Regions from separate parts of the Mus musculus genome. Here regions 1, 2, 4, 5, 6 and 7 are each linked to region 3. The links are chromatin contacts, called in public ChIA-PET, Hi-C, HiChIP or PLAC-seq and promoter capture Hi-C maps. All regions are on one chromosome and are shown on one strand. The core of a region is the stretch at or near the end of the contact, and the rest is flanking DNA. Distances in the headings are between cores, read along the strand shown.

Evidence for each region. Promoter capture Hi-C pulls out the DNA fragments that hold promoters and counts their contacts. A called contact is a pair of places that touch in the nucleus more often than the background predicts. ChIA-PET counts read pairs in DNA pulled down with a chosen protein or histone mark. HiChIP or PLAC-seq counts read pairs in DNA pulled down with a chosen protein or histone mark.
Region 1: a FOXA1 HiChIP or PLAC-seq map of pancreatic cancer cells shows a contact between it and region 3. The contact joins the promoter of Tnfrsf22 here to the promoter of Fadd in region 3. A contact is called at or near these places in 1 of 39 promoter capture datasets (pre-B cells) and 1 of 115 datasets of contacts at active chromatin or transcription factors (pancreatic cancer cells).
Region 2: a contact with region 3 is called in a promoter capture Hi-C map of pre-B cells, with 3 times the contacts expected there. The contact joins the promoter of Tpcn2 here to the promoter of Fadd in region 3. A contact is called at or near these places in 16 of 39 promoter capture datasets (the 3T3-L1 cell line, 3T3-L1-derived adipocytes, the C10 cell line and 9 more), 4 of 115 datasets of contacts at active chromatin or transcription factors (astrocytes, bone marrow-derived macrophages, embryonic hindbrain and 1 more) and 3 of 9 other capture datasets (adipose tissue, embryonic stem cells and liver).
Region 4: a Hi-C map of cortical neurons shows a contact between it and region 3, with 8 times the contacts expected there. The contact joins the enhancer-like site here to the promoter of Fadd in region 3. A contact is called at or near these places in 7 of 39 promoter capture datasets (the 3T3-L1 cell line, 3T3-L1-derived adipocytes, the HPC-7 cell line and 3 more), 11 of 484 Hi-C or Micro-C datasets (the AML12 cell line, cerebellar granule neurons, cerebellum and 4 more) and 4 of 115 datasets of contacts at active chromatin or transcription factors (SST interneurons, astrocytes, embryonic forebrain and 1 more).
Region 5: an RNA polymerase II ChIA-PET map of memory CD8 T cells shows a contact between it and region 3, with 5 read pairs. The contact joins the promoter of Tnfrsf26 here to the promoter of Fadd in region 3. A contact is called at or near these places in 1 of 39 promoter capture datasets (liver) and 3 of 115 datasets of contacts at active chromatin or transcription factors (astrocytes, bone marrow-derived macrophages and memory CD8 T cells).
Region 6: a promoter capture Hi-C map of the HPC-7 cell line shows a contact between it and region 3, with 5 times the contacts expected there. The contact joins the enhancer-like site here to the promoter of Fadd in region 3. A contact is called at or near these places in 21 of 39 promoter capture datasets (the 3T3-L1 cell line, 3T3-L1-derived adipocytes, the C10 cell line and 12 more), 3 of 15 datasets of contacts at CTCF or cohesin (the NIH/3T3 cell line, pro-B cells and stem cell-derived epiblast-like cells), 24 of 484 Hi-C or Micro-C datasets (B cells, ECoMG-derived neutrophils, the G1E-ER4 cell line and 12 more), 9 of 115 datasets of contacts at active chromatin or transcription factors (astrocytes, bone marrow-derived macrophages, embryonic forebrain and 5 more) and 1 of 9 other capture datasets (embryonic stem cells).
Region 7: a contact with region 3 is called in a promoter capture Hi-C map of pre-B cells, with 9 times the contacts expected there. The contact joins the promoter of Dhcr7 here to the promoter of Fadd in region 3. A contact is called at or near these places in 12 of 39 promoter capture datasets (the 3T3-L1 cell line, 3T3-L1-derived adipocytes, the C10 cell line and 8 more), 1 of 15 datasets of contacts at CTCF or cohesin (pro-B cells), 19 of 484 Hi-C or Micro-C datasets (B cells, the Ba/F3 cell line, CD4 T cells and 15 more), 12 of 115 datasets of contacts at active chromatin or transcription factors (the 230-238 cell line, the SCID.adh cell line, astrocytes and 9 more) and 3 of 9 other capture datasets (adipose tissue, embryonic stem cells and liver).

The regions. Positions count from the first base shown.
Region 1 is chr7:143,647,357-143,651,439 of GRCm38.p6, forward strand. Tnfrsf22 (tumor necrosis factor receptor superfamily, member 22) reads right to left here and starts at 2,308. Exons shown (of 6, transcript NM_001311145.1): 1 at 2,171-2,308. The coding sequence starts at 2,275.
Region 2 is chr7:145,281,734-145,285,875 of GRCm38.p6, forward strand. It overlaps Tpcn2 (two pore segment channel 2), which reads right to left and starts at 2,278. Exons shown (of 25, transcript NM_146206.5): 1 at 2,118-2,278. The coding sequence starts at 2,178.
Region 3 is chr7:144,581,110-144,585,226 of GRCm38.p6, forward strand. It overlaps Fadd (Fas (TNFRSF6)-associated via death domain), which reads right to left and starts at 1,332. Exons shown (of 2, transcript NM_010175.6): 1 at 995-1,332. The coding sequence starts at 1,280.
Region 4 is chr7:143,903,007-143,907,093 of GRCm38.p6, forward strand. No RefSeq gene overlaps it. Among named protein-coding and RNA genes, the nearest start is that of Mir6404, 28 kb to the right of the region's middle. Within about 2 kb of position 2,830, at least 11 of the 459 cell types and tissues checked have an H3K27ac peak or open chromatin away from gene starts, as enhancers often do. A contact at or near this core is called in cerebral cortex, cortical neurons, hippocampal neurons and 1 more, where this site is marked.
Region 5 is chr7:143,625,885-143,629,868 of GRCm38.p6, forward strand. It overlaps Tnfrsf26 (tumor necrosis factor receptor superfamily, member 26), which reads right to left and starts at 1,961. Exons shown (of 8, transcript NM_175649.5): 1 at 1,914-1,961. The coding sequence starts at 1,958.
Region 6 is chr7:145,247,038-145,250,779 of GRCm38.p6, forward strand. It overlaps a transcript of Tpcn2 not described here. Among named protein-coding and RNA genes, the nearest start is that of Tpcn2, 35 kb to the right of the region's middle. Within about 2 kb of position 2,049, at least 6 of the 459 cell types and tissues checked have an H3K27ac peak or open chromatin away from gene starts, as enhancers often do. A contact at or near this core is called in the HPC-7 cell line, cerebellar granule neurons and cerebellum, where this site is marked.
Region 7 is chr7:143,821,904-143,825,604 of GRCm38.p6, forward strand. Dhcr7 (7-dehydrocholesterol reductase) reads left to right here and starts at 1,264. Exons shown (of 9, transcript NM_007856.2): 1 at 1,264-1,637. Nadsyn1 (NAD synthetase 1) reads right to left here and starts at 949. Exons shown (of 21, transcript NM_030221.2): 1 at 756-949. The coding sequence starts at 840.

The DNA of each region.
Region 1 (4,083 bases), core at 1,058-3,557, 930 kb before region 3:
CTATCTATCTATCTATCTATCTATGTATCTATCTATGTATCTATCTTTGTATCTATCTATGTATCTATCTATGTATCTATCTATGTATCTATCTATCTATGTATCTATCTATGTATCTATCCATGTATCTATCTGTCTGTCTATCTATCTATCTATCTATCTATCTATCTATCTATCTATCTATCTATCTCTTTCTGGTGGTCTCTGCTATCTATCTATCTATCTATCTATCTATCTATCTATCTATCTATCTATCTATGTATCTATCTCTTTCTGGTGGTCTCTGCCCATTTAATTCTGTCAGGAATTCTGCTCTTAACTGCTAGGCAGGAGTCTTCTTTTTAGGGTTCCTAGGTTCAATACCTTCATCTTGATTCATCGTCACCATTATTATATGTTGAAGCTGACACTTCATCACTGCCCTGAAGGCAATACTATTTTACCCCTTGGAAATGGCCTGCTTCACCTGTACTTACACTTAGGAAGGACATGACCACAGGTTAGACAGTGGATTTAGTAGGATATCTTCACAGCCTATGTCTTTAATCCCAGCAGGCAGACCTCTGAGTTCAAGGCCAATCTGGTCTACAGAGCAAATTCCAGGACAGTCAGAGCTACACAGAGAAATCCTGTCTCAAAAGACCAAAAATCTACACACATGCCCTATTTTTTAAAATTTCAATATTCTTTGAGGATAGTCTTTTTAAAAAATATTCTTGAAAGAGATGTTATCTTCAGTCTTTTATTTTTATTTTTGACTTTTACAGGACAGTGTCTCATACACAGTCTGGCTGTTCTAGAACTCACTATAAAGATCAGACTAAACCCAAATTCACAAACATGTCTACCTCGTCTCTCAATTGCTAGAATTAAGGGCGTGCACTACCCGGCCCAGCTCATCCTCAGTCTTTCTTTGGAGTACCTTCATTTTGTGGCATTATTTGAGATGATCACCATTTTTTCTTTACAACAACCTTAAAACATCAACAACAAAAACAACCTAATATTGTCTAGATTGTTTCTGGGGATTTCTGGAGGACAAAATGCACCACTTTTCAGGCGGTGCCTGGGCAGGCATGGAGCCCCAGAGCCCTAATAGGGATGGGAAGAGATTTCAGGGTCAAGGGCCATCCCATGTGAAACCTGCCTGTGAAATATGTTCGAAGTCCCTCAAAGTGCTGGGAACTTTGAAGTCACCTCTGAGTTGCATATCCTCTGGCCCCTTGCCCAGGAGATTCCCAGGGAAGCTGGATGCCCTCTGGGTCCATTTCTGTGAAAGCTGCTCACCAGCAGCTAGCAAAGAATTACTATTAACCAGCTCCTAGGTGGTTTAAAGAAATGCTGATTACATGTAAGTGGTCTCTGACTGCTCAGATACTATCTTAGAACAATCTAAGGGTTATTTTGTTGTTGTTGTTGTTGTTATAACTAAAGATCTGAATGTGTTACAAAATGGATATCCTTACAGGTTATAAAACATAAACCTTTTTCTGCCTATTTTTGGGATGAAGACTCTTATGAGAGAAAATTGACATAAAATTAAGTTGGCTGTAACTAAAATGTCATTTACAGGATCGTCTAGGTTTTTTGTTTGGTTGTTTGGTTGGTTTTGAGACTCCTTATGTAGATCAGGCTGCCCACTAACTTAGGTTTAACTGCAGTTTATGATTAAAGAGACAAGAAGCGATCTCGGGACGAACTTAGCAGAGACCCGAAAGGCCCAGGAAAGGCATAGCCAGGCCTTCCACACAGATCCTTTTGTAGTAGTTAGTACTACACCCCAAGACCAGCCGGGCCGGACCCACCCAAGGCGCACAGTCGCGCGGGCCACTGCAGTCCGCAATGGCACTTTCCGGAGTCGCCTTCCGATGGACCGCTTTCTGATGAGAAAGGGAGGAGAGGCGTGTCCACCTTGTCCCGGAGCTCAGGGACCAACCGGACACACTTTCTCTGGCTACCCGCTTGGCCATTCCCCTGCCTCTGCTTCACCTCCTCAATCCCCCAACTCTGGACCACTTAAGAGCAGACGAAGTTCTGAAGTGTTGGTTGGCGATGCCCAGGCTGATGGCACAGCCCGCCATCAGTTCACCGCCGGCAGTAGCTTTCCTCTGCAGTCCGGGGATCCGGTGCCCAGAGCGAGTCTCAGCTCCGCAGGGCCATATCTACTCACCTGCAAGGGCAGATTCAGCAGCAGCAGCAGCAGCAGCAGCAGCAGCCGCCGCCAAAGGAACCAGCGACTCAGACTGGACACCAAGCTGCAGAAGAAGCCAAACATGGCCGAGTGCAAGCACGCCGCTGCTGCTCAGCTGGGAGGAGCTGCTGTGGTGGCCACGCCTCTCCTCAGCGGATTGGTTCCTGTATGGTTGCCTTATCTCGTGGGCGGGTCCAGCGCCACCACTCTTGCCTTCCCACCACAATCAGTGCTCAGTAATATCTAGTTTTCTATAAATAACGTAATTTTAAATGCCTATGACGTTATTAACAGAATCATATTTGTTATAAACAGCAAGTTAAAGTCGAATTCTCTGCCTTCGTTTGTTTTTCATTACGGTATACTGCTCTTTATTATAAGTTAATTAAAAATTTTCCTGGACCTGAGTGGAGGGAGAGGCATGAACTATTGTTGGAATCGTTATAAAAGTCAGACTGCAGCAGACTGTAAACCTTCTCAAAAGCAACAAACAAAAAGAGGAAGATAAGCTACAACACACACTGTCTTAGCTCAACACGGAGAAGTTTGAAGTAACTCTATCCCTGTAGCGTTCCTGTGAGTGTTCACTGGTCAATGGTCTGGAGCAGCAGCTGAAGGCTTCACTGTCAGGGTCTGAGGGGCTGTGTGGGACTCGCTGACTCTGAGGACCTCAAAATATCCAGGACTGGTAGGCACTCTTCCAGTTCTGGGGTTGGGGGGTGTGTGTCGGGGGAGGAGGGCTGTATGAACATCCCTGGACTGTGAGTCCCTCACCTCTTCTTCCTTTCACTGTGTTTAGCTCCACTGTGTGTGCCAATCCAAGCTCATGGGACACAGGACATTTAAGCCAAGTCTACTAGCCTAACACAGGAAGTAGAACGCTTATTTCTCTAGGGAACTTGGGTTGGTTCATCTGTTCCACCCGGCCCCTCCAGGTATTCGAAAAAGTGGCCCACTACCAGCCCCATCCATCTCCCTTCCAAATGCCACTTCCTCTTTAAAATGAGGGAGGACTCAGAGTCCTGGATTTCAATGGCTGCCCCAAAGAAGAGGAGCGTGACTTCAGGCACCTGGTACTCTTTAAATCATCTCTTGCCTCTCTCCCTAGGGCCAGGGAGTGGAGCCTGTGCCCATCTGCCCTCACCTAGGCTGGGGAGTGGGGGCGGCCAATTCCTTGGCCAGCCTGATCCTCTTCTATTTCTTGTCTTCCCTCAGGCTGGTGTCTGCTCAGGAGTAAACCAAATCAAAACACAAACAAGTGTTTAGAAAGTTTGGTTAGTTCAACACGCTGAACTGTCCCCCACCCTTGGGAAGCAGAGGGAAAGTAGAGGAAGGGAAGAGGAGAGGAGTGTGCACTTGTGGATGCTGTTGTCCCACCAGTCTCTGAGTAGCTCGGGAGCAGGGGGAGGCTAGTGGCTTTCCTTTTCTGCATACAGTTTACAGATCTGCCTTGTCCCACACTGTAGGTGGAGGGGAGGTGAAAAGAAGAGGCCTGTCTACCCTGGGCTAGATATTTGTGCTCCAGGTCCTTCTCTGCCCTCTGCCCTTTGCTCCTTTAAAACATTTATTTTAAAATGTGTGTGTGTGCATGTGTGTGTGCGTGTGTGTGTGTGTGTGTGTGTGTGTGTGCGCGCGCGCCCGCGCGAGCGTCCGTGCGCACAGGTGCCTCCAGAGGCTCGAGGTGACATATCTCCAATAGCTTGAGATACACATGGCTGTAATCTGCTTGATATGAATCTGGAGATCAAACTGGTGTTCTCTGTAAGATCATAGCATCCTCTTAATGGCTGTATCATCTCTTCAGCCATTTCTACCCTTGCTCTTTAAGGTGGGATGGAGGTGCCAGAGGCTGGACTCAGTTGGTCCCTCAACCTAGGGGAAAAATCAGGGTC
Region 2 (4,142 bases), core at 1,028-3,527, 700 kb after region 3:
CCAATGCTCAGAGTCCACATTACACCCCATCCTGCCACTTGGTAACTCATTCTGCCCACCCACTCCTGCTGTTTCGCCACACTACCCCAGCCACACCCACACATTCTGAACTTGACCCAGCGGAGCGAGGCCTAGCTCTCCCGAGCCTGTAAGCCCTTGATCAAGTTGTCTACCAGAAAACTTTCCCAACTTGAGAGTCCAGACTCCCTCCAGGGCTACTGCCCCTGAGCTCATCACTCTAGGTGGCAATGACACCTATAACCCCAAACATCAGAGCCAGGGGACTTCTGCTGCACGCATTGGGTCAGAATGAGGCAAAGTAAGGGAAAGTAACAGGGGCTCAGACACTGTCCTCCCATGATACCCTCTATTCCCTGTCAGCCAGGTCTAGACCTGCTCTGCCCCCCTCTCTCTCTACACACAGCCATTCTAGTTTCAGCAGAGAGGGAGGAGTGGGTGGACATGTGGTCACCTCAGTGTCTAGCTTCCTCGTCCCTATCCAGCATGCTGTGTGACCTTGCACAAGTCCTTCACCTTTCTGCACAGGTTCCTCCCCGATTTTCCCATCAGTACCCACAGATGACGGTCCTCCACTTTGCAGTTAGCCCACAAAGCCTATAAACAGCCTCCCCCTCTTTTACAGCAGTCAGGAACAAGATAAAAACCACTCTGTGAAACCTTTGACAGGGGCCAGTCAGGTGGGCCTGGTTTAGCAGGACACATCTGTAGGGACCCCTGGGATCCTTGGGAAGGCAGGCCTGCAGCAATATCTACCCCCTCTGAGAGTTTGACCACAGGTCAGCCAAACTCAGAGCGGAGATTCTCACCCACTGGATGCTGACCTGGAGACTGAAAGGTTCATTCTCATAGACAGCCCAGTCTAGGAGATGCAAATACAGAGTGTTGTCTGGGTTCTCAACAGCCCTACCCAAAACCACAGTGTTTGGAAAAAGACCCTCCAGAGTTTCTCATCCAACACTGCCCAGCCTTCCCAGAGAGTGAGTCTCTTGTGTGACAATGCCCAGCATTGAGTCTTGCCTCCACAGAGAAAGCTAAACCTGTCGCTTGTCCACTCTGCAGGGACAAGGCTTAGAAGCAGCATGGCACTGCTATCATGGACATCTGTTAAGACCCACGCACTGGATGCCACAAAATCTCTCTTTGGATCCTCAAAATGTGTCCCCTACCCCACCAGTCTGTTACTACCCCTTGTATTGAAACTCCAGCTAAGTAACCCGACGAAGACCCACACTCAGCAACTGGCAGCCCCAGAAAGGTTCCAGATGCCTAACACCAAGTATGTGTCCCCTGAACCATATGCCCTGTCCCTGACGAGTGGTTTCAGCAGAGAGGGAGGAGTAGGTGGACATGTGGTCACCTCAGTGTCTAGCTTCCTCGTCTCCTATTACGGACCCTATGTCCTCACTCTTCAGTGAAAAGGCACGGGCTATGGGTAGACAGGGGCCAGTGTGCCAACCCAGTCTGCTCCCAAACAGGGAGGAAAGGAAGTTCAGAAAGGGAAGTTTGAATGACCAGGCCACCAGCACACACAGGGCAGTGACCACACCAGAAGGCAGGGCTGTGACCTTAGGTAGGTCAGAGGTGAGGAGGGCACAACTCACTCTGTCTCTCTCTCCCTCTTCCCCTCTCCCCCTCCCCTCTCTCTGCCTAGGTTTGCTCATCTGGAAAATGAGAAGAATATCCTCCTGCCTGTCAGCCAGCATCCTCTGGAGATGACTGGGAGGCTAACTCCACTCTCCCTGGGCTCAGCAATGTCCCTGACCAAGGAAGGGAAAAGGAAAGAAGGCTCCGAAGCACTTAAGAAAACAAGGAAGGAAGTCTCCCTGGCCTTAGGTTACCAGCTTCAGCCCTTAGCAGCCAAAGCAGTGCTCCAAAGTCGCTCTCAGAGGATGTTCGGCCACTCACTGCCTGGGGACCATGGGCTGGAGCACGCTTTTCTCCCTAATGAGGAAGAAGCTAGAGTGGTGCTGTAACCCCAACACTTGGAAGGCCAAATCAAGAGGATCTGGAGTTCAAGGTCAGCCTGGCTACTTGAGACCCTGTCTCAAAAAGTAAGGAAAAAAGAAAAGTAAAACTGAAAGTGACACCTCACTCACCGGAGTGGACCTGGCCACTGCCTCGGTCCCGGCCCAGAAGGGGCTGCTCTTCTGCCGCCATCCCACCAATGTAACAGGCCGGACCTGGTCCCAGCCGCGAGAGCCAGGCGTTCCGGAGGAGGAGCTCTGTGATGACTCCCAGCAACAGCCAATGAGAACGGAGAAATCCCTCTGGAAGGCGGAAGCAACAAGCCCCTCCCCCAATGGGTGGCGCTCCGCTTCTCTGCAGCACCTAGTGGCAGAAGGCAAAGAAGCTAAGGCTATCAAGGAAGTTTTTCAATCAATGCAAATGACTACTATTCCGTCCCAGCTCTAGGAATGTCAGAAGGAATCTCTTCTTGTGAGAGAGTGGGTGAGTGAGTGAGTGAGTGAGTGAGTGAGTGAGTGAGTGAGTGAGTGAGTGAGTGAGTGAATAACTGACTGAGTGAATGAATGAATAACTGACTGATTGATTGAGGGACTTACTGACTGACTGACTGACTTAGTGACTGTCTGAGTGACTGACTGAATGTGTAACTGACTGACTGAGTTTGCTTGCTTGCTTGCTTGCTTGCTTGCTTTTTATTTCCAGAGCCTTATAAGACGCCAGGCAAGCTCTCAACCCCTGCTACACCCAAAGCCCAGAAGTGTTTAAGCAAGCATTTTGTGTGACTCAAAGCCCAGAAGTGTTTAAGCAAGCATTTTGCGTGACTCTGACGCATGTGAGTACTGTGAACAAGGGAGTGACCACAGAGGTCATGCCCCACAAAAATGAATCTTGAATTTCTCCAGAAATTAAACAAACTAAAGCTTGAAACTGGGTATGTTGATGCACAGACATGGAATCCCAGTACTACAGGTAGCAGAGACCTGAGGATTGATGTCAGTCTGGGAACAGCCTACTACTAGTTAATTCCAGGAGAAGGAGAGAGAGAGAGAGAGAGAGAGAGAGAGAGAGAGAGAGAGAGAGAGAGAGAGAGAGAGAGAGAGAGAGAGAGAGAGAGAGAGCTGTAATCTGTTGCCTGGAGATCAGAAGTCCAAAGATAGGACTATCTCTTGAGGCCTCAGAAGGCTGAAATCAGAGTATGGTCACTCTACTGGGATCTTTTTAATTTTTTCTTTTATTATTATTGTTGTTGTTATGTGTGTATACGTATGTGTTCATGTGTATGTGCGTGTCTGTGTATATATACAAGTGCAGGCAGGTTCAGACATACCACATAGTACTTGAAGGTCAGAGGACAACTTTCAGGAGTCGGTTCCAGGGACTGAACTCAGGTTTTCAGATTTACATGACAAATACATTTCACCATTGAACCCTGTCTTCAGCCACATTGTGAGATATTCTTCAGAGATGGAGGAAAAAACCCACCGTGGACCCATCAAGGAGACAGGCTGAGTTAATTTTCTTGAAGCTTGGCCTGAGATCCATGCTTCCTCACTTGCTAGGCGTGCCTGGGGTGCCTGAGACGGTTCCCAGCTCCTGGGATCACTATATCCCTCCCCCCCCACCCCCATTTCACAGCTGGCAAGCACAGATTGGATGCTCAGATTCCAAATGCACCACCTCCACATTTGACGCAAGACTTCCTGCTCTCTGACTCTCCTTTGCCCATCTCTACAGGTTTGTCCCCTGGGGAAGGCAGTTAAGGCACATATATCAGCCGGGTGGTGCTGGCTCAGAGCCTTTAATCCCAGGACTCAGGAGGCAGAGGCAGACAGATCTCTAAAAGTTTGAGCCTTGTCTAGAGTTCTAAGACAGCATGGGCTACACACAGAGAAACCCTGTTTGGAAAAACAAAAGGCAACCAAACAAAAAGCCACCACCTAAGACCTAAGGCTTACCGTGTTCAAGGCCAGCACAGCAGGGTGGAGCCACTCACAGTTCTGTACTGAGGTTACTCCTTGTCTCACGCCCCATTCATCTGGAGATACTAAAACTAGGTACGCTGTTTTCAAACTGACAATAGTTTACAGTTCTATAGTATTTATTTATCTATCTATTTATTTATTTCAAACTTTATGTTCTGTGTCTGAGTATTTTGT
Region 3 (4,117 bases), core at 82-2,581:
GAGGGAAAAAGCAGGGCTGCCCTAACACCCCGCTCAATAGTGGGTTGGCCAAAGTCCCCAAAGCTACATCTTACACTGTGACCTTTGCTGGTTTGACCAGACACCACAAAAGATCTGTCTCTGTGCTACTCTGGAGCCCCTGCTTAGACACAGGCAAGGTGTAATCTCTGTAGGGAGCCCTGGGCAGTGGCTGAAGACCCTTTACTGGATTCCTGTAACAATAACAAACATTGGAATGCCTTGGAGATGTGAATACACAATCCATTTTCGTGTGGATCTTGCACACACCGGCAGTGGGAAGCTTTACTCCACAGGCCCTCCAGCTGCTTTGATGTTCTGTGTCACTGTAGACAAAGAGCAACGGTGACAACCAACCAGGAACTAAATAAACCTTTGCCCCTTTAAATGGCTTCTCGAGTATTTGTCACAAGTGATCAAGTGTCTAATATATGCTTAATCTGTATCTACATCCCAAGGCCAGCCTGGTGTTGCTCAGCTGTGGCTGCTATCCACTGTGCGTTATGGGGAGGCATAGCGCCTCCTCTCTACGCAAAACAGAAGTAACTGCCGATAACCAGACACTGCACTCTGGACCAGAGAGCACAGCCGCCGCGCAATCTTTCCTTGGCCAGGAAGGGCAGTCTTGGACACAGGCACTCCCACTACGGAAATGGTGCCGAGCAGCCGGCACACGTGACCTCTGCCCACTCTTCAACGCTACCCTCACTGGGGTTAAGATGCCTTAGTCACATTCACTTCTTAGCTGAGTTTTCCAACGAAGCACTGCAGGTCTGAGGCGAGTTAATACTGGGGTTGGGCAAGTGGCACGAACCCTTGGGTTCAACCTTGGCACTGCCAGTAAGAAACAAGACCTCCCAGCTTCCGGCTCAAGCGGTTGAAAAAAGTGGGCGTGCCCTAGAGTCCATCCCAGTCGGAGCCAGTGGAGGGTGCACTGAGGCCAGGCCTCCCCGCCCATTCCCCGCCCCCTGCCCACCTGCCTCCCCCGGGGGCGCAGCGGTCGCCGTCCCCGCCTCGAAGTCGTCCAGGCGCTGCAGTAGATCGTGTCGGCGCAGCGAGGCCAGCAACTCGCGCAGCAGCCCGGTGTGCCCGCGCTCCAGGTCGTTCTGCTCCAGCAGCACCGTGAACAGGTCCAGGCCACTCTGCACGCGCTCCAGCTTTCGTTTGCTCACGCGCTCGCGGCACAAGAACTTGAGCTCCATCAGATCGTTGCCCGACAGGCTGCCGGACAGCGAGTGCAGCAGCACCAGGAATGGGTCCATGGCAGTGGTACGCCGGGCTGCCCCTCAGCGATCCCACATAGGAAATCACCTTAGGCTTTCCCGCCCAGCGTCTCGCGGGATGTCCAAATCAGACGCATGCGCTTCGGATGTGGCTGTAACCGCTTCCGCCCGGGCTGGCATCCGCTGTTGTAGTAGCTTTGACAGCTGAGCTGCGTTGACTTCAGCTTACGCGCGCGTTTCTCACCCCGAGGCAGAACAGATCTTGTTCACCAGAAGTGTAACGTGGATCCTCTTGGGGCTCTGAGGAGCTGCGCAGCCCTACTGTGTGGGGGGGGGCTGGAAGAGCAGCTGCAGATGCCTACGGCTGCCAGATCATGTTCTATCACCGGAAAGAAGGAAAGAGAGAGAGAGAGAGAGAGAGAGAGAGAGAGAGAGAGAGAGAGAGAGAGAGAGATGGATGGAGTTACTTATGGGCTGGAGAGACAGTTCAGGGGTTAAGAGCACTGGCAATTCTTACAGAGGACCTTCACGAATTCAATTCCCAGCACTCACATGATGGCTTACAACCATCTGTAATTCCAGTTCCAGGGGCTTTGACATCCTCTTCTGGCAAGCACACTTGTGGTATGCTGACAAAATACTCGTACATATAAAAACCATTAAATATTCCTTGGTATATGTATGAGCATTTGTAGGTGGTTTAGTGCTCCTACAGGTCTTCAAGTGCCCACGGAGGACAGGAAAGGGCATGGATACCCCTAGGACTAGAGTTCCGTTTGGATGTGAACTCTTGTGTGGATCCAGGTTCTCCGTGAGAGCAACACAGTGCTCTTAACCGCCAATCCATTCCCCCAGGCCAATAATATGTATATTAAAATGAGTAGAAGAGAGGATTTGGAATATTGTCATCAGAAAAAGTTGATGTGTGCCGGAGGTTGTAGAGACACTAACTGCCCTGCTTTGAGCTTTCGTTAACAATACACTGATTCCACAGCCACACCCAAGTACTGCTCATGAGTTAAAAAGTGCCTGTTGCCCAAGCTTGAGGACCCATGCTCAGATCCTGGTGTCCACATAAAAAGACGAACAAGGAGGTGCCCATCTGAAACCCCAACTTTGGCAGAGACAGATGGATTCCTGGTGCTCAGTGGCCAGGCACTCTAGCTGAATGGCTGAGCTCCAGGTTAGTGGGGCGCAGTTATGCACAGCATACCCAGCAGGGTTGACTTATATTTTTTTAGATTGACTTATAATTCACCCATTTAAAGTTCAGTGCTTTGGTTGATTTTTGAGACAGGGTCTCACGCTGTAGCCCAGACAGACAGCTGAGGCTGTATAGAATGACAAATGGGGCTGGAAAGGTGGCTCGAGGTTAAGAGCGTTTGTTACTCTTCCAGAGGATCTGGGTCTGGTTGCAAACAACTATGCAGGACTGCTTACAACTGTCTGTAACTACAGACAGGGGAATCAGGGGCCCTCTGCTGGTCTCTGCTGGGCACTACAGTCTCTCTCTCTCTCTCTCTCTCTCTCTCTCTCTCTCTCTCTCTCTCTCTCTCACACACACACACACACACACACACACACACACACACACACACACGAACACATTTTTACTAGGTTGGGGGAGGGCTCTTTAGGGGAGCAGACCAACAGAAGTGAATTTACTGGACTGGCTTACTTGAGGGGGCTGAGTGTATGTATCCTGTAAATGCAGAGGAGATTCAATCCCAGAAGCTGGAAACCTCAATAGTCAGAATCCAATCTTGAAAGTCTGGGGGTTCCCTGGAGAGCCTATAGTTGTTGAGTCTATAGTTTTTCCTCTATGGTAGTTTCTTTTGAGACAAGATCTCATGTAGTTCAGGCTGCTCCAGAACTACTCCCCTTCACACCATGTAGCTCAGGATGACCCTTAAGCTTCTGATCCCCCTGCCTCCACCTCCCAGGTGTGCACCACCAGGTCCAGTTTATTTTTGTTCTGGATGTCAATCTCTTGTTAGATGTGTGTTCTGTAAACACCTCCACATCATGTGCACTACTTTTCCAGTCTGTTCATAAGATCCTGCAATTTAAAAGTTCATAATTTTGATAAAATCAGGTGCATGTATTTTTCTTTCCATTGTGCTAATAAAGGGGAAAAAGCCTCTCTGGTGGCGGTGACCAGAACACGCCTCTCAAGAATGGCCTCCACCATCCTTGTCCAGAAGAGAAGAGGACATACAGAAGCAGGGTGCTACAGAGCCAGGTTCCCACCTCACAGCTGTGAAATGCCCAGAGCATATGCAATTCCTAGTCATGCCACCATACTCCACGTTGGCTGCTCCTACAGCAGGGAGAACAAGGTTTCCAGAAAGAAGTTCTTCATGAGGGAGGAGCACTGAAAGTCCCTGAACCAAGATGAGCCGGAGGCCATCCCAACAGACACCAAAAGGAAGGAAGAGAGCCAGCTGTGGCGGTTCACGCCTTTAATCCTAGCATTCAGGAGGCAGAGGCAGATGGAAGTCTGAGTTCGAGGCCAGTCTGGTCTGCAGAATGAGTTCTAGGTCAGCCCAGGCTGAGAAACCCTGTCTAAAACAAAACCAAACACAAACAAAAAGGTAAAGAAAGGAAGAGAAAGAAAGGGGGTGGATAGGAGTCAGGATGGGAGGAAGAGGAAAGAAGGAAGACAAAGAACAAAGGGAGAGAGGGAGGAGAGAAACAAGGAGGGAAGGAGGGAGAGCTTGAACATCCCTTACTGGTTTCATGGAGGTAAACTCACCCTTGTTTGTGCTGATGATGGTTAGAACTCTTGCCTTCCTCTCTAGGGTTGTCTGTCTCCAAGTTTGTCTTTTCTTGAGTGTTGTTGCTCCACTAATGCTAGGTGGGAGCTTTCCTCAGCT
Region 4 (4,087 bases), core at 1,580-4,079, 680 kb before region 3:
ATCCTTCTGTAACTCCCCTTGTATAAAACGTGTAACATTTTATCTGTGAGGTAATTTATAAAGAACCTTTGTCTAAGAAGGTATAAGAACTCAGAAAGAATAAATAAAGTGTGGCTTTCGGGGCTTTGCTCCATCCACAAATGAATAAGTATATGTCTGTCTGTCTCTATATATGTAGATATATGTATATAAATATGCATGAGCATTGTAAAAATTGATGAAACAGGTGGTCAGGCCCAGCCAGAGAGAGTACGTGTGGCTGTGTGCCTAACCTTCATCTTGTTTTCCTTTTTATTTCCTCTCTGGCTCAGGAAGAGTTAACAAACTCTGACTCTCTTGCCTGGCTAGCCCAGGGATCCTTGAACCAGAAAGAAAAGATCCCAGGTAAGTAAGCCTTTTCCTTAATTTCCTCCTGCTATAAGCAGGAGTTAAATTTCCAAAAGCCAGCAGCTTTTGGCCACAAACTAGCAATGAGTTAAAGAAAGAGTTAAATTGCCAAATGGATTTTGGCCATGCAATCGACCCCATACCCTCCTTTCACTGTCTTCCTCTGGGAACTGGATGCTGGGAAATCCTTGGCAGAGTGTTTATTTGGATGTATATTTATACACTATATAGGTGCAGTGTCCATTGAGGCCAGAAAACAATATGACAGATCCCTGCAACTGGAGATACAGGTGGTTGTGAGCTACCATGCTGGGTAATGAACCTGGGTCCTCTGGAAGAGCAGCTGGTGCTTTTAAGCCCTGAGCCATCTCTCTATCCCCTTGTCTTGAAATGCTTTGTGTACACACATACATATGTGTACATGTGCATATGCATGAATGAGTGTGTGTGTAGGCTAGTGTTGGTGTCAAGTGCCTTCCTCAGCCACTTTCTTATGTGAATATCTCTCTCTCTCTCTCTCTCTCTCTCTCTCTCTCTCTCTCTCACACACACACACACACACACACACACACACACCAGATGACACCAGTGAGAGACAGTGGAAGGCTGCCAGGGTGGCTGTTTCAGGGACCTAAGTGGACATTAGCCTTGCTTGATCCCTGGGCCTCTCTGCACAAGTGAGGGTAACAGGCTTGACTTCAAAGCCTGTATCCTGCTGTCAGTAACATCCCTGTGACATTTAACCACCAACAACCATGTCCAGATGTCAGCCATTGTATTTGATGGGGGAAGGGGCGGGCAGGAGATGCGCAGGTACCACCTTCACAGCACAGGTGCTGTTTTTGTGTAATATCTTTGCTCACAGTGGTAAGGGTCAGTTGAGAGCCCCTTTGCTGGAGTGAGGATATCTATGAGTGCAGATCTGAGGATGGCAACTATGGTAGTTACACTTGGTTATCAACTTGGCCCACTGAGAAGCAGGAACTTCAATTGAGGAATTACCTCCATCAGATTGGCTTATGGGAATGTCTGGAACTTTTTTTTAAATTATTGCTGGTGTGGAAAAGCCCAGCCCATTGTGAGTGGTGTCATACTTGGTTTGGTGGTGGGTCTGGGCTATATGAGAAAGCTGGTTCAATGTGAGCCTTGGATCAAGTCAGTAAGCAGCATTCTTCCATGGCCTCTGTTTCAGTTCCTGCTTCCAGGTTCCTGCCTTGACTTCCCTTGATGATGGACCATAACCTATAAGCCAAACAGACCCTTTCCTCCCAAAGTTTCTTTTGATATTGATGTTTTATCACAACAACAGATGCCAAACTAGGACAAGGACCCACTGGGACCCAGCATTGCTGATCACAGTTCCAAGACAAACTGACACAGACACCTGAGGTCCCATGTAACAGCTTTTTCTAGACCCCAAACCTGAGCATCCCCTCTCTGCAGAAGACTTTCAGGCAAACATCCAGGTACTATAGCCAGGGCACCCAGGGCAGGTTGCTCTAGTGGAGCCAGGCTGTGATGGTTCATGTGTGGCCCTGAGCCAAACTTCACCTTGTGGCCTCACTGGTGAGTGGGGGGTGGTGAGATTATCCCACTGAGAATAAGGGCCACACCAGAATTGGCTTGTGATATCTTACTGCTATTAGAGGAGTCTGGCTCAGGCTTAGAGACTCCACAGGGCTGCTTGCTCCCACCCAACTGTGGCCCAGCTCATGCTAAAGCCCATGGGTTGCAGTGCACTCTCCCAACCCCCACCCACTCCCACTCAGAGCCAGAACTCAACAGAAGTCCACTCAAGAGTCTACAATGCAGGAAGTGGGGACAAACCTTTCAGATACCCTGATCCTCTATGAGTTTGGGCTCAAGGTCCCCAGGACTGTGCAGCCACTTGGGCTGCAGAGGCAGGCAGAGAGCCTCCTGCCATGGCCATCTGCATCCATGTGCCTCTGCACAGCTAAGTGCCTTTGGGAGCTGGGAGAGGGATGAGCGGAGGTCCACCATCTGTCCCTCTCTGTCCATGGGGAAGCTTCAAAGCTGCCAGCTAGGCCAGGATGTCCAGCTGTTCCCCTCAGGAGAAAGTCCAGCATAGTCTGTAGAGCTGGCTCCCACAGCTGTGATGGGGCCTTGAGGGACCTGTAGGCTTCTGGCTGATCTTTACTTTAGAAGATAAACATGCTGATCATGGAGAAAGGGAACATACACCCTTCACCCTCCAGCTTGCCTCTGTTGGCAGAGCCATGCTTCTGAGCAGCTTCAGGCTGAATGATGGCTAAGGAGGATCTGGAGCAGGGTACCACAGCCCCTGTTGCCCTAGTATACTGCACAGCTCACCAACTGGAAGCTCCTCCCTCAAGCTGGCAGGCCAGCTGATTGGTGGCATTGACAGAATACACCAAGTGGGAGGCATGGATGCCAATTCCAAACCTCTCCACTGCGTGGGCAGCTGTCTAGTTACTAAGACACTCGCTCCTCTCATATTGGAACCCTCCCGGTTTCCTTGCCTCCTGTCCTTAGGAGCTGCCTGCTAAGTCTTGTAGCTTTCTTAAGCCCTTCCATCCCTCTTGCTGCTGTAGACTGCTTTAACTCCTCAGGGACACACTTGAGGCACACTGGATTCCACAGACTGTATAACATCCTGACCCTGAGTACTACCACCCAGCCCACATGTCCGAATGTTTGCAACACCTCAATCCTCTGCTCCAGTGTACCATTGCCTAGCCTCTGGGTGATCTAGGAACTCACGTCCTGGTGTTCTTTTCCTCAAAACTAGGAGTGGTACTTGGTGAAGAACCCTTGCTGGTTCCCATCACAGGATTTAGAGTGGCACGGTATGGTGTTCTGGCTGGTTTTGTGTGTCAACTTGACATAGGCTGGAGTTATCACAGAGAAAGGAGCTTCAGTTGAGAAAATGCCTGCATGAGATCCAGTGATAAGGCATTTACTTAATTAGTGAACAAATGGGGAGGGCCCATTGTGGGTGGTGCCATTCCTGGGCTGGTAGTCTTGGGTTCTATAAGAAAGCAAGCTGAGCAAGCCAGGGGAAGCAAACCAGTGAATAACATCTCTCCATGGCCTCTGCATCAGCTCCTGCTTCCTGACCTGCTTGAGTTCCAGTCCTGACTTCCTCTGGTGATCAACAACAATGTGGAAAGTGTAAGCTAATAAACCCTTTCCTCTCCAACTTGCTTCTTGGTCATGATGTTTGTACAGGAATAGAAACCCTGACTAAGACATATGGCAAACAAGAAGTTCAGGTCTTACCCTTCTTGGCAGCCCTGGGAATAGACACTGGGGAAGAGGACTGACCACTTCCCTAAGTATTATCAGTTTTGCTCTAAGTTCATCCAGGATCTCGAACAGGTGGCTCAGATCATCCTCACCCTGTGGGACCAAGCAGACTCACTGGCTGCCACAGTGCTAAAACACCATCGAGGATCAGATCTACTAACAGTAGAGAGAGGTGGTCTTTGCCTTTTCCTTAGGAAGGAGTGTTGCTTTTCTGTCAGCCAGTTGGGTATAGTAAAAAATAAGATCCAACAGCTCCAGATGGGTCTCCAAAAACATAAGAAACAGCTCCACGCCTCTCGCCAGTAGATAGCTGTCAGCCCGGTATGAAATTCTTAACCCTCTGTCTCCTTTTTGTGACACCCTGCCTCCTAAACTTCTTGTCTAGATTTCTTCAACAACAGATCCAAAAGAT
Region 5 (3,984 bases), core at 711-3,210, 950 kb before region 3:
CTGGCTGTCCTGGAACTCACTTTGTAGACCAGGCTGGCCTCAAACTCAGAAATCTGCCTGCCTCTGTCTCCCAAGTGCTGGAATTAAAGGCATGCACCACCACACCCGGCTATATATACCCTTTCTTTACCACTCAGTTTGCATGGAAATCTTAGAGATTGTTTTCCTGTTAACATTAATCAATAAATATTTTAATTATAGCTGTATTGACTCTGTGCTCTTTCGCCAGAGGTCAGGAACTTCATAAGCCTGAGAAAGTGCCCAGAATCACATGCTCATCCATGCAAGTCCCTTAGGGAGAGAGCTGAGCACATTTCTTAGCCTGTGGACACTTGACACCTTTGGAGGTTCACAAAAACCCAGAGGTAGCTGAGGACCACTGACTGAAGGCCAGCCACTTGGAAGGCACTATTTTCTAGAAGAGAGAATCTCTCTCTTTTTTTTTTTTTTTCTCAACAGACAGTGGGAGGAAGGTGTCACTGTTTCAGGCTACTTTCACTCTTGTTTGGTGTGAGGTTAAGCGAGAGTCAGACTGCTTCTGTCAGCTTCTATCACAAACCAGCTACATTAGCAGTTCAAAACAACAGCAATTTTGAGACAGTGTTCTATAATCTGGGCTCCCTATGTAGCTGAGGACGACTTTGAACTACTTATCCTCCCAAGTACTGGGATTACAGGCCTATGCATCCCACACCAGGCTGACAGCACAATTTTGAGGGGAAAAAACCTCACACTTGAAAAATGCCAACTTTTGTAGTCAAGGCTTGGCGGCTCAGGCCTGGGATTCCAATTGTCACGAAGCTGAGGTATGAAGACCAGGCTGGGAGCCCAGTCTGGGCTATATAATATCTGCCTCAAAAGAGGGAGGAGGAATGGACTGGCAAGATGCTTTAGAGGGAAAGGTGCTTGCTAGCCAGCCTGATAACCTAACGTTGATTCCTGGGAGCCACATGGTTGAAGGACAGAACCAACTCTTGACCCCCCAATAAATAAGTAAAATAACGAAAAATTATTAAAAATAAAAACTAGTGGCTGGAAGTATGACTCCGTAGTTAAGAGCACTTGTTCTTGCAAAGGACAGCACCCACATGGTAGCTTACAATAATCAGTAACTCTAGATCTAGGGAGTCTGATACCCACTAGCTTCCACAGGCACTCTACATAGGTATACAGTCTCTCTCTCTCTCTCTCTCTCTCTCTCTCTCTCTCTCTCTCTCTCTCACACACACGCACACCATACATATAATTAAAATAAAAGACAAATGTTTATAAGGTAAGACGGAACAAGAGACTCTCAGAAAATGATGAAACCATTTTTGTAGAAAAGTTAGCAAGGCATGTTGGATCATGCATTTCATCTCAGTACTCAGGAGGCAGATGTAGATGGGTATTTGTGAATTTGAGTTTGAGGACAGGCTAGTCTACACAGTGAGTTCTAGGACAGCCAGAATTACTAGTCTCAAAAAAAGAAAAAAAACAAAGAAGAGAGAGAGAGAGAGAGAGAGAGAGAGAGAGAAAGAAAGGAGGAGGAGGAAAGAAAGAAAGAAAGAAAGAAAGAAAGAAAGAAAGGAAGGAGAGGAGAGGAGAGGAGAGGAGAGGAGAGGAGAGGAGAGGAGAGGAGAGGAGAGGAGAGGAGAGGAGAGGAGAGGAGAGGAGAGGAGAGGAGAAGAGGAAAGAGAAAAGTTAAATGGGGGGGGGGGGTTCCACTGCTTTGTAACAAGAAAAGATAAAGATATAAAACCAACTCCTTCTCTGTTAAATCCCCTCACCCCATTCTCCACCTCCACCATACAGGAAAGGAGCTGAGAAAGGAGACCCAGCCTTATCACTAAACAAGATCCTGTGTACTGCTGTGACCATGATAGCCTGCTGGGGCTCCGCTATGGTTCCCACACACTTGTGCCTCTACTCACCCTCAGAAGCAGCCCCAGCAGTAGCAGAAGTCGCAGCCTGGTCATGATAAAAAAAAAAAAAAAAAAAAAAAAAAAGGTAGGACAAGGCAGAGCCGAGAGAGATGCTTGAGGAGTTGTGAGGACTAGCCTGCTGCAGTCCAGATGCTGCCTTGCCAGCGAGGCAAAAAAAAAAAAAAAAAAAAAAAAACCAAAAACAAAAAAAAACCACCCCCTGCTTCCGGTCCAAAGAAAGACTGACTTCCTTGCTCAATTGAGCTGTTAGTGTTTTGAAAGTTTACAGAGAAGTTCTTCAAAATCTCTCAGGGCTCCACTGGCACTAAGCAGCAGCAAAAGGCACTTCAGCGTCAAGAAGTCTGAAAGCTGAGGCAGCTTAAGCGATGCGTGCATGCATTGACCAATGAACTAGACCAGGACTGTGGGTCAGCCATAAAGAGGAAGGAGAGCCTCATATACGTTAGGCGTCCCTACAGAGCCCTAGGCCACAAGGAGCTGGATGGTCTCAAAAGGACAAAGAGCTTATGCATCTACTTCTGAGAACCCTAGAGTCTCAGGCCTACTGAAGCAGAAAGCAGAATGAAACACCTAGACTGGAGAGGGACGGACAGTGAGTAAGTAGCTCATGGGGTTACAGTTTTATTTCAGTAAGATTGGAAAGTTCTGAAGGTGGATGGGTGGACTTGGCTTGATTGCAAAAGTCTATATGATATGTCTTTGGGAGCTGGTGGCTAGGGATGTGACTCAGTTGGTAGAATGATACCTGGCATGCATCCCCTGCGTTCCACCCCTACCATGGCTACCCAGTCACTGATAGTACACACCTGTAATCCTAGCACAAAGGAAATGTCTGTAGGAGGCTCAAAACCTCAAGGTCATCCTCAGCTGAGGTCCAGACCAGCCTGGGCTATGTGAAACCCTGATCAAACACAAACAACAAAAATGAAACAAAAACCAAGAAACCTAGCCTACTCAGCATGCTCCAGAGATCATATCTCAACAAAACAAGGTGGAGGAACTCAGTGGTTAAAAATGCTTACTGTTAGTGCTAGAGAGTTGCTTCAGTAGTTATTGTTATGAAGTGAATGAAAAAAAAAAAAAGAAATGGAAAGGAAAAGAACTCCTAGGTATGGTGGAAGAGAAAGTCTATGGTTGGTATGTGGGAGAGCACAGAGACAGCTGAGAGAGTCCAGAGTGGACCAGACTGAGCTGGGCCATGTGGGGAGAGGGACCTCAGGTCCTGAGTTTGCTATTCAACACTCACAAATCAATACTGCAGGTAGCAGAGACCTCCACCAATCAATCAATATAGGCATCATAGACCCCCAACAACCAATACTTCAGGCAGCAGAGACGACCCCCTCTGACACACACAAGCCTAGAGCTGCCCTAGGGGGAGACAGGGTTTCTCTGTATAGTCCTGGCTGTTCTGGATCTCACTTTGTAGACCAGGCTGGCCTCGAACTCAGAAATCTGCCTGCCTCTGCCTCCCAAGTGCTGGGATTAAAGGCATGAGCCACCACTGCCCGGCTCTTTCCTTCTTTTTTTGACAGGTTCTCTCAAGATAGTCCCGGCTGTCTTGGAGCTCACTACCTAGACTGAACTGGCTTTGAATTCATGAATATTCTCCTGCCTCTGAGTGTTGGAATTAAAGGCATGGACTACTACATCCAACTCCCTTTCTGTTCTCTCTCTCTCTCCCCCTCCCTGCCTCCCTCTATACACACACACACACACACACACACACACACACACACACACACACTGGCTCTGATGAAGTACCACAGGTGTGACACCCTCACAGGTATGACTGAGGATGTGGCAAGGCTGGGCCTGATGTTTGGATATGCAGAACTCTAGGGCATAAAAAAAAAAGAAAGAGAGAAAAGAGTAAAGGAAACGGTTCATCAGAAGCTCAGTGAATGAGCAGGCTGGTCCAGTCAGCAATCATGAGTGCTGAGTGGAGGAGCTACCAGGAAGTCATGAGTCACTTGACATCAGCTAGGTTTATGGTAATTTCCAAAAAGCCACATAGGTGCATACAGTGTCTGGAGAAAAATAGTTGGCTAGTTCTCAG
Region 6 (3,742 bases), core at 799-3,298, 670 kb after region 3:
CACATACTGTGGCAAGCACATGCTCCTACCGCCTGCCCCCCCACCCCACCCCACACACGAATGCACGCAGGCACACACACACATTATAAATGTATTTTATCAGATTCTTTTCATGAGAACATGAGACACGGCTCCTTCAGGAGTCCCTTTTGACATCTAAAGATCTGGAGCTAGATCAGCAGTTAAGAGCCAGCACTGGTTTTGATCCAGTGAACCTGGCTTAGAGATCCAACAGCTACATGGTGCCTCACAGTTGTCTTGTATTTCAGTTCCAGGGAATCCAGTGTCATCTTCTGATCTCCAAGAACACTGCATGCATGTGGTACAGACATACATTCAGGCTAAACACCTATACACTCTGTCTTAAAAAGAGACTGAACAGAGTAAACAGATCAGCACCAGATCCTGGTTCTCATGCCCTCAATCTACCAGAGAATGTTAAGGGACAGGGGAGGGATGCCCTCCAACACTAAGCCCAAGGGACGCCACAGCAGCAGAATTGAGTGTGGGCTAGGCTAGGTTGAGTTATGTTGCCATCCAATGATGAGAACACCCTTGGCTTCCCGGATTTGGAGAAGGGGAGAGCAAGGACATAGAGATGAATTATTCTAGGACCCAACAAAGGCACCAGGACAGTATATGGGTGTCTGGTAGGTCTGGGGACAGACAGGCACTACATCAGTGTCTGATCAGGCATGGGGAGAAGCCCAAGGTCCCAAAGGCAGCTTGTCAACACCTGCCATCTTCATCCCCTGGGAAGCAAGGCCTCTGCCCCAAACTATCTCTCACAAATGCAGGTGCCCTGAGAGGTAAGGGTTTCCAGGAGGTGCAGAGGAGAAGGGCAACAGCTTCAGGTCCTGCCAAGAGCCTTGCAGAGCTGGGGTAATCACTTAGACAGTGCAGTACTTGCTGGTAAGCTTGAGGACTTGAGTCCAACCCCAGAATCCATGTTAAAATAAGGAATGACAAGCTCATGCTTGCCCCAGCACAGGGAAAGGAAAGCCTGCTGGTGAGTTCCAGGCTAGTGGGAGACCCTATCTCACAAACAAGGTAGATGGCTCCTGAGGAGTAGACATCTGAGGTTATTCTCTGGCCTCCACATGCGTGTACACACATACATATGTACGCACATGTGCTCATACATGTGAAGCACACACACACACACACACACACTATTACAGTGCTCATTATCAAGACAACAGAGTCCTATTCTTTTAGTAATCACAAATGGCTGGAGTTCACGCTGATCATGTGCATGAAGCCCTGGATTTAATCTCAAGCACTAGATATGATTTTTTTAAAATGGCGTAATGGGATTAAACATTGATGCCTCACAAAGAGCTGAGGCCCTTAGGGGCAGGCTGACAACCATCATGAGCCAACATGCTTGTCACCAGGGGAAAGGGGAGCCTTTTGCATCCTGCAGTCAGCCTGAGTTTGGTGAGACCACCACGGATTAACCCTAACAAATGCCCAGGGCTCACCCCATCTAGGCCACACAGCATCCGCAGCCGCAGCCGCAGCAGTCCCTCTTCTCTCTGGCTTCAGTTTCCCTACCTGAAAAACAGTGGTTTTGGTTTCTCAGGGGTCTCCAAAATGAAGGATGCTCTAGGCCTGAGGAAACTATTGGTCAAGAATTGCCATCCCTAAGTGCAAGAGGTGCCTCCCTCAACCCGGTCCAAGACTGGCCCTTGTTCTCTTCCGTGGCAAGCAGAACTCATGCAAGACCACCAGGCAGAGTGGGGTCTCCCCTGCAGCAGAGCCCATCAGCCTGGCCGGTCCTGGGCTCTAAGTACAACAGATGGTCGCTAATGGCTCCCAGCCCTGGGTAGGGAGTAAGGAGACAGTGGACCCCAGAAGAAGGTTTAGCCACTCCAGAGCCTTTTCACCCACCCCTATCCAGTCTCTTGGCGCCCCTCCCCCACCATCAGGGAAGCTAACAGTCTACTAGTTACCAAAGCCTTGAAACCTGGGAGCTGCCCTGCAGGAAGTCCCTGGTCTAGGTTGGGCTTCTCACTATCTACCACTTCCTCCAGAAGAGGGATAGACAGGAGACATGGTCTGCATATCTAAGACCAAGGCAGGAAGCGAGTGGGCCCAGACCTTGACCACCTCATGCATGCAGCTTCAGATGGTGGCTTAGCTGTGGGATTCAAGTTCTGCCCAGCAGCTCTTAGGAGTCCTTCTCTGCCCCTGCACATGGCTCTCTGCCCCTGCACATGACATGCTCCAACCAGGTTCTTCATGGAGAAGAGGGTTTCCTGCTAGAACCCCGCTGGCCAAGTATCCCATCCCAACTCCATGGAGATGGGGCGACAACAGCACCAGGGTACTGCTCTTCCCTGAATCCACCCAAGGGGACCATTTGTGTCACCTGAGCTGTGGGGAAGCGCCTGAGTTAACTGTGCTCCTCCAGGGCTGCTTTTGAGAATAAAAGCAACCACAACTGTGGACGTTCCTCCTGTTGACTAAAAACAAGGAAAGGCAAAGAGGGGGAAGGAGGGGGCCCAGTTCAGCTCTAGGAACAGCCCCTCATCTACCCTCACAATCAGAAGCTTTGAGACAGGGCCCAGAACTATGTCCATAGAGTCCTCCTGGTAAGTGCCAGGCCTTGAACTCCGGGTTCAGTGAGGTAGTGTTCTTCACCTGTCCACCATAGAAGCTGTGGCGATGCATCCCTCAGCTGTGGCGAAAAGAAGAGTCCACAGCTGTGAGTGTGGTTCTGTTGGTGGTGTGTTTGTCTAGTGTGCATGATGCCTGGATTTGGTCCGAGCACTACACGAGCTGGGCCTGGTGGCACAGGATTGCAATACCAACGTTAGGGAGGCAAAAGACGAAAGGCCGGAAGTTCAAGGTCACCCTCAGAAAAAGGGTGAGTACAAGACCAGCCCCGGGTTATGTGAGAACCCCCACCTCCCATTAAAGGCCAAAGGATCAGGGCCAAGGAGGCAGGGAGGAAGGCCTGGCTCACCTAGAGACAGGTGCTGCTGGGGCCCCAGTCCCTGCCTGGATTAGCCAACTGCTGTAGGGCAGGAGGCAGCCAGGTGCCCCACAGGTGTGTGCCGCACTCCTGCCTGGTGAGGCTCTGACTGAATGACCCAGAAGAAAAGCCCAGACCCCCAAAGTGTGATTAGAGGGCAGGGTGATGCCCGCCTGCTGCCCCCAGCTTCTGCTGGCCACTTTGATGTGAGGCGCGTCACCCGAGCCCCACGCCTCCTCTAACGTTTAAGAGCAGTGGTGTGCCCAGGCCCCACGGGCTTTCTTTCTGAAGCAAGGTGCTGTTCTAACCTGTGAATAAAAACCACCAATTATCTCCAAGGCTGGAAACTTAATCTGGGCTGCATTAGGGACAAGAGCCTACTCCTAGGAGGAGCAGACTAAGACCACATCAAACGCCCGGCTCCTGGGCCCCAGCAACAGAGCAAGCATCAGTCCTGGATTCCAGCCAGCCACCTACAGGAGGAGGCCATCAGGAAGCAACGGGAAGATGGCCCAGTGGCTACCATCTGCTCTTGCAGGTGACAGTGCAAAAGAGAACAGTGGCCACCACTGTGCTCTCTCTCTCTCTCTCTCTCTCTCTCTCTCTCACACACACACACACACACAGTGGACCACATATCTACTCCAACCCCACCTGGCCACCCTGACCCTACCCAGCTGCTACCCCAACACTCTCCCCTGCCACCACCTCCGTTCCAGGCCCTGTTCACCCACACTCCACCACCCCTGCTCATGATGACTG
Region 7 (3,701 bases), core at 14-2,513, 760 kb before region 3:
CACAGGGGTTGTGGCTCACAGGTTGAGAACTGCTCACTCAGACCCACAAGGTGGAAGAGGACAGCTGACTCCTGCAGGTTGTCCTCTGACCTCCACATGCACATTATGGCGTGCATATGTACATGAAATAAATAATACATTTGGGTTTTTCTTGTTGTTTTGCTTGTTTCTTGTTTTTCCTATTTAGCCTTCCTGCAGAGGCTTCCAGCACGGATAACCTGAGGTGAGCAGTCTGCAGCTGGGCACAGAGTATCCCCAGTTCTATCTTCTGGGGGCAATGATGAGCTGACCTGAATGTCAACAATACAGGTATATGGAACGCCAACACCCTTCTCTGACCTGAGACCTCTTCTGGCTTCAGTATGCCTTCTCCCAATGCCAATCCATGAGGAATGTCCTCAGGAGCCCTAGAACACGGATCTCTAGTCTTTGCAAACGCCTAGATCTCAATGAAACAGTTCCAAGAATGCGCAGCCCTGCCCCAGGTAACCTTAGAGAGACCCACCAGATCCTAGAGGATGGATGAGGGCAGTGTCTGCCTGGCTGGCAGGGCACTCCTATTTCCACTCTTGCCTTGCTTCCTCACATGTCCCCCAAATTAGGAAGTCGCCCTGAAAGCTCACCAAGCATTACCCTTCTATCTGTTCCCACGCCCAGCGCTGTGAGTCTCTCCTGGGCAAAGCTGGCCTGGACTGCCATGTCCTACCCATTGTGGACTTTGACTTCTTCCTGTCTCCCGCCACCCCAAAACTCACTCTTTAAAATCCTCTGGAAATTGCCCTCAAAGTCCAGGGCCCACTGATTGAGTGCACAGGTGGCCACGGTCACTTTCCGGCCCATGCTGGTTACAGGTTCCAGGCTGGGACGGTGTAATAACGGAGACCACAGGGAAGATACTAGCCGGACTGTCCGGTCTACGCCTGCGTAGCTTGGTTTCCTAGAGGCCCCTCCCCACGGCTCGCCATAGCCCCGCCCCTCTGCCGTCATAGCCCAGCTTCTGCACCGCCTCCAGAACTGCGCCGGCGCAGACCGTGTCTTACCCGGAAGCCCCGTCCTTTCGCCCTCCACAGCCACACCCCTTCTCACTTTCGCAGTGCGCGCCCTTCCGTGAGACCCCGCCCCCGCGGAGATCCTGCACAAAGCGCACCCTTTAAAGTAGGGCCCTAAGGAGCGCCTGCGCAGTAAGGTTGTCTCAGCGTCCCGCTGTTGCCCAAGGTCAGAGCGTCCTGGATCATTTCCTTTGCCATCTGAGCGACTTTTGATAGGTCATGAAAGGCTTGTTTTCTGCCACCAAAAGTAATGTCAGGTTTGCTTTCTGTCGCTGTGATGAACACGTGGCAAAAAGCAGCTGGGGAGGAAAAGGGCTCACTTCACCTTATAGCTCATAGTCTGTAATGAAGGGAAGTTGAGGCAGGAACTGAAGCAGAGACCAAAGAGGACTTCTGCCCACTGGCTTGCTTGAAGGCTTACTCAGCCTGTTTTTTTTTTTTTTTTGCACCACTGAGGACCACCAGCCAGGGGTAGCGCCACCCACAGTGGGCCAAGGCCGTCACATCAATCATCGGTTATGAAAATGCTCCACAGACAAGCACAGGCCAGTCTGATGGAAGGGATCTCTCAAAGTTTCCACTTCGCAGGTGTGTTCAGTTAATTTGTGTCAATTTTGTCAGTAGGAGCTCACAGAGAGCTCACAGAGGGAATGGGTGTGTCCTGCTTCTTTGGCTCACAGCAGTCTGGATTCCCTGTGCATCAACCTGAGCCCTTTCTCATTCCTGTCCCTTTTGCGTTTGGGTAACACCAATCAAAGTAGATACAACTTTTTTTTTCCATTTTTTATTAGGTATTTAGCTCATTTACATTTCCAATGCTATACCAAAAGTCCCCCATACCCACCCACCCCCAATCCCCTACCCACCCACTCCCCCTTTTTGGCCCTGGCGTTCCCCTGTACTGGGGCATATAAAGCTTGCGTGTCCAATGGGCCTCTCTTTCCAGTGATGGCCGACTAGGCCATCTTTTGATACATATGCAGCTAGAGTCAAGAGCTCCGGGGTACTGGTTAGTTCATAATGTTGTTCCGCCTATAGGGTTGCAGATCCCTTTAGCTCCTTGGCTACTTTCTCTAGCTCCTCCATTGGGAGCCCTGTGATCCATCCATTAGCTGACTGTGAGCATCCACTTCTGTGTTTGCTAGGCCCCGGCATAGTCTCACAAGAGACAGCTACATCTGGGTCCTTTCGATAAAATCTTGCTAGTGTATTGTAGTGGCTATTCCTGGTTGTCAACTTGACAATATTTGGAATGAACTACAATTCGGAATTGGAAGGCTCACCAGTGACCCTTATCTGGAGGCTTGGAGATCCTTATCTGGATCTTGGTTTGAAGATCTTGAGCCATAGTGGCTATGGATTCCAGAAGATTTAATCTCCGAGTTAAGGAACACACCTTTAATCTGGGCTATGCCTTTCATTTGGGATTAAAGGTGTGGTGGAACACACCTTTAATCTGGGCTACACCTTTTGCTGGAGACAATATAAGGACATTGGAAGAAGGGAGTCTAGCTCTTGCTCTTGCTCCTTTGCCTGCTTGCTGCGTGAGACTGAGTAACTGCTAGATCCTTGGACTTCCATTCACAGCTGCGACTGAACAATTGTTGGGAATTCGGCTGCCGACTGTAAGTCATCAATAAATTCCTTTACTATTTAGAGATTATCCATAAGTTCTGTGACTCTAGAGAACCCTGACTAATACATGTATGCAATGGTGTCAGCCACTATGTTCATAGCAGCCTTATTTATAATAGCCAGAAGCTGGAAAGAACCCAGATGCCCCTCAACAGAGGAATGGATACAGAAAATGTGGTACATCTACACAATGGAGTACTACTCAGCTATTAAAAAGAATGAATTTATGAAATTTCTAGCCAAATGGATGGACCTGGAGGGCATCATCCTGAGTGAGGTAACACATTCACAAAGGAACTCACACAATATGTACTCACTGATAAGTGGATATTAGCCCAAAACCTAGGATACCCAAGATATAAGATACAATTTCCTAAACACATGAAACTCAAGAAAAATGAAGACTGAAGTGTGGACACTATGCCCCTCCTTAGAAGTGGGAACAAAACACCCTTGGAAGGAGTTACAGAGACAAAGTTTGGAGCTGAGATGAAAGGATGGTCCATGTAGAGACTTCCATATCTAGATACAACTTCTTTAGGTCTAGTTCCTCCTCAGCCATTTTTCCTCAGGCCCAGGGATTCAGGCCTCACTTCCTCCCTCAGAGGAAAGCCAATCTAGACCCTTCAGGCTGCGTCAAGAATGAAGTTCTTAGAATGTGTCTTGATAGATGGGCTACAGCGTCTGCTAGACACCTGTAAAAAGAAGGGCCAGCGTGTGAGTGACACAGCTCTGAGGGGAAAGTTTTCCCCAGTGTAAGTACTGCAGCTCTGTGGGAGTTTTCCTGGCAGTAGGAAGCCAAGGAATACTACAATTCACAGTGCATAGCAAATTTCACACAAGAAATTTATTAGGAAAGACACAAGAGGGTGGCTGCCTCTGCTCAGCCTAAAGGCAGCAGAAACCTGAGTGGGAGGCAGGCTTTATGTAGAGTTTCTTGGGGAAGGTGTATTTTTCAGGGTGGAGATTTCCAGGGTGAGGGATTGGTGGGATTTAAAGTCTTAAGCTTGGGAAAAG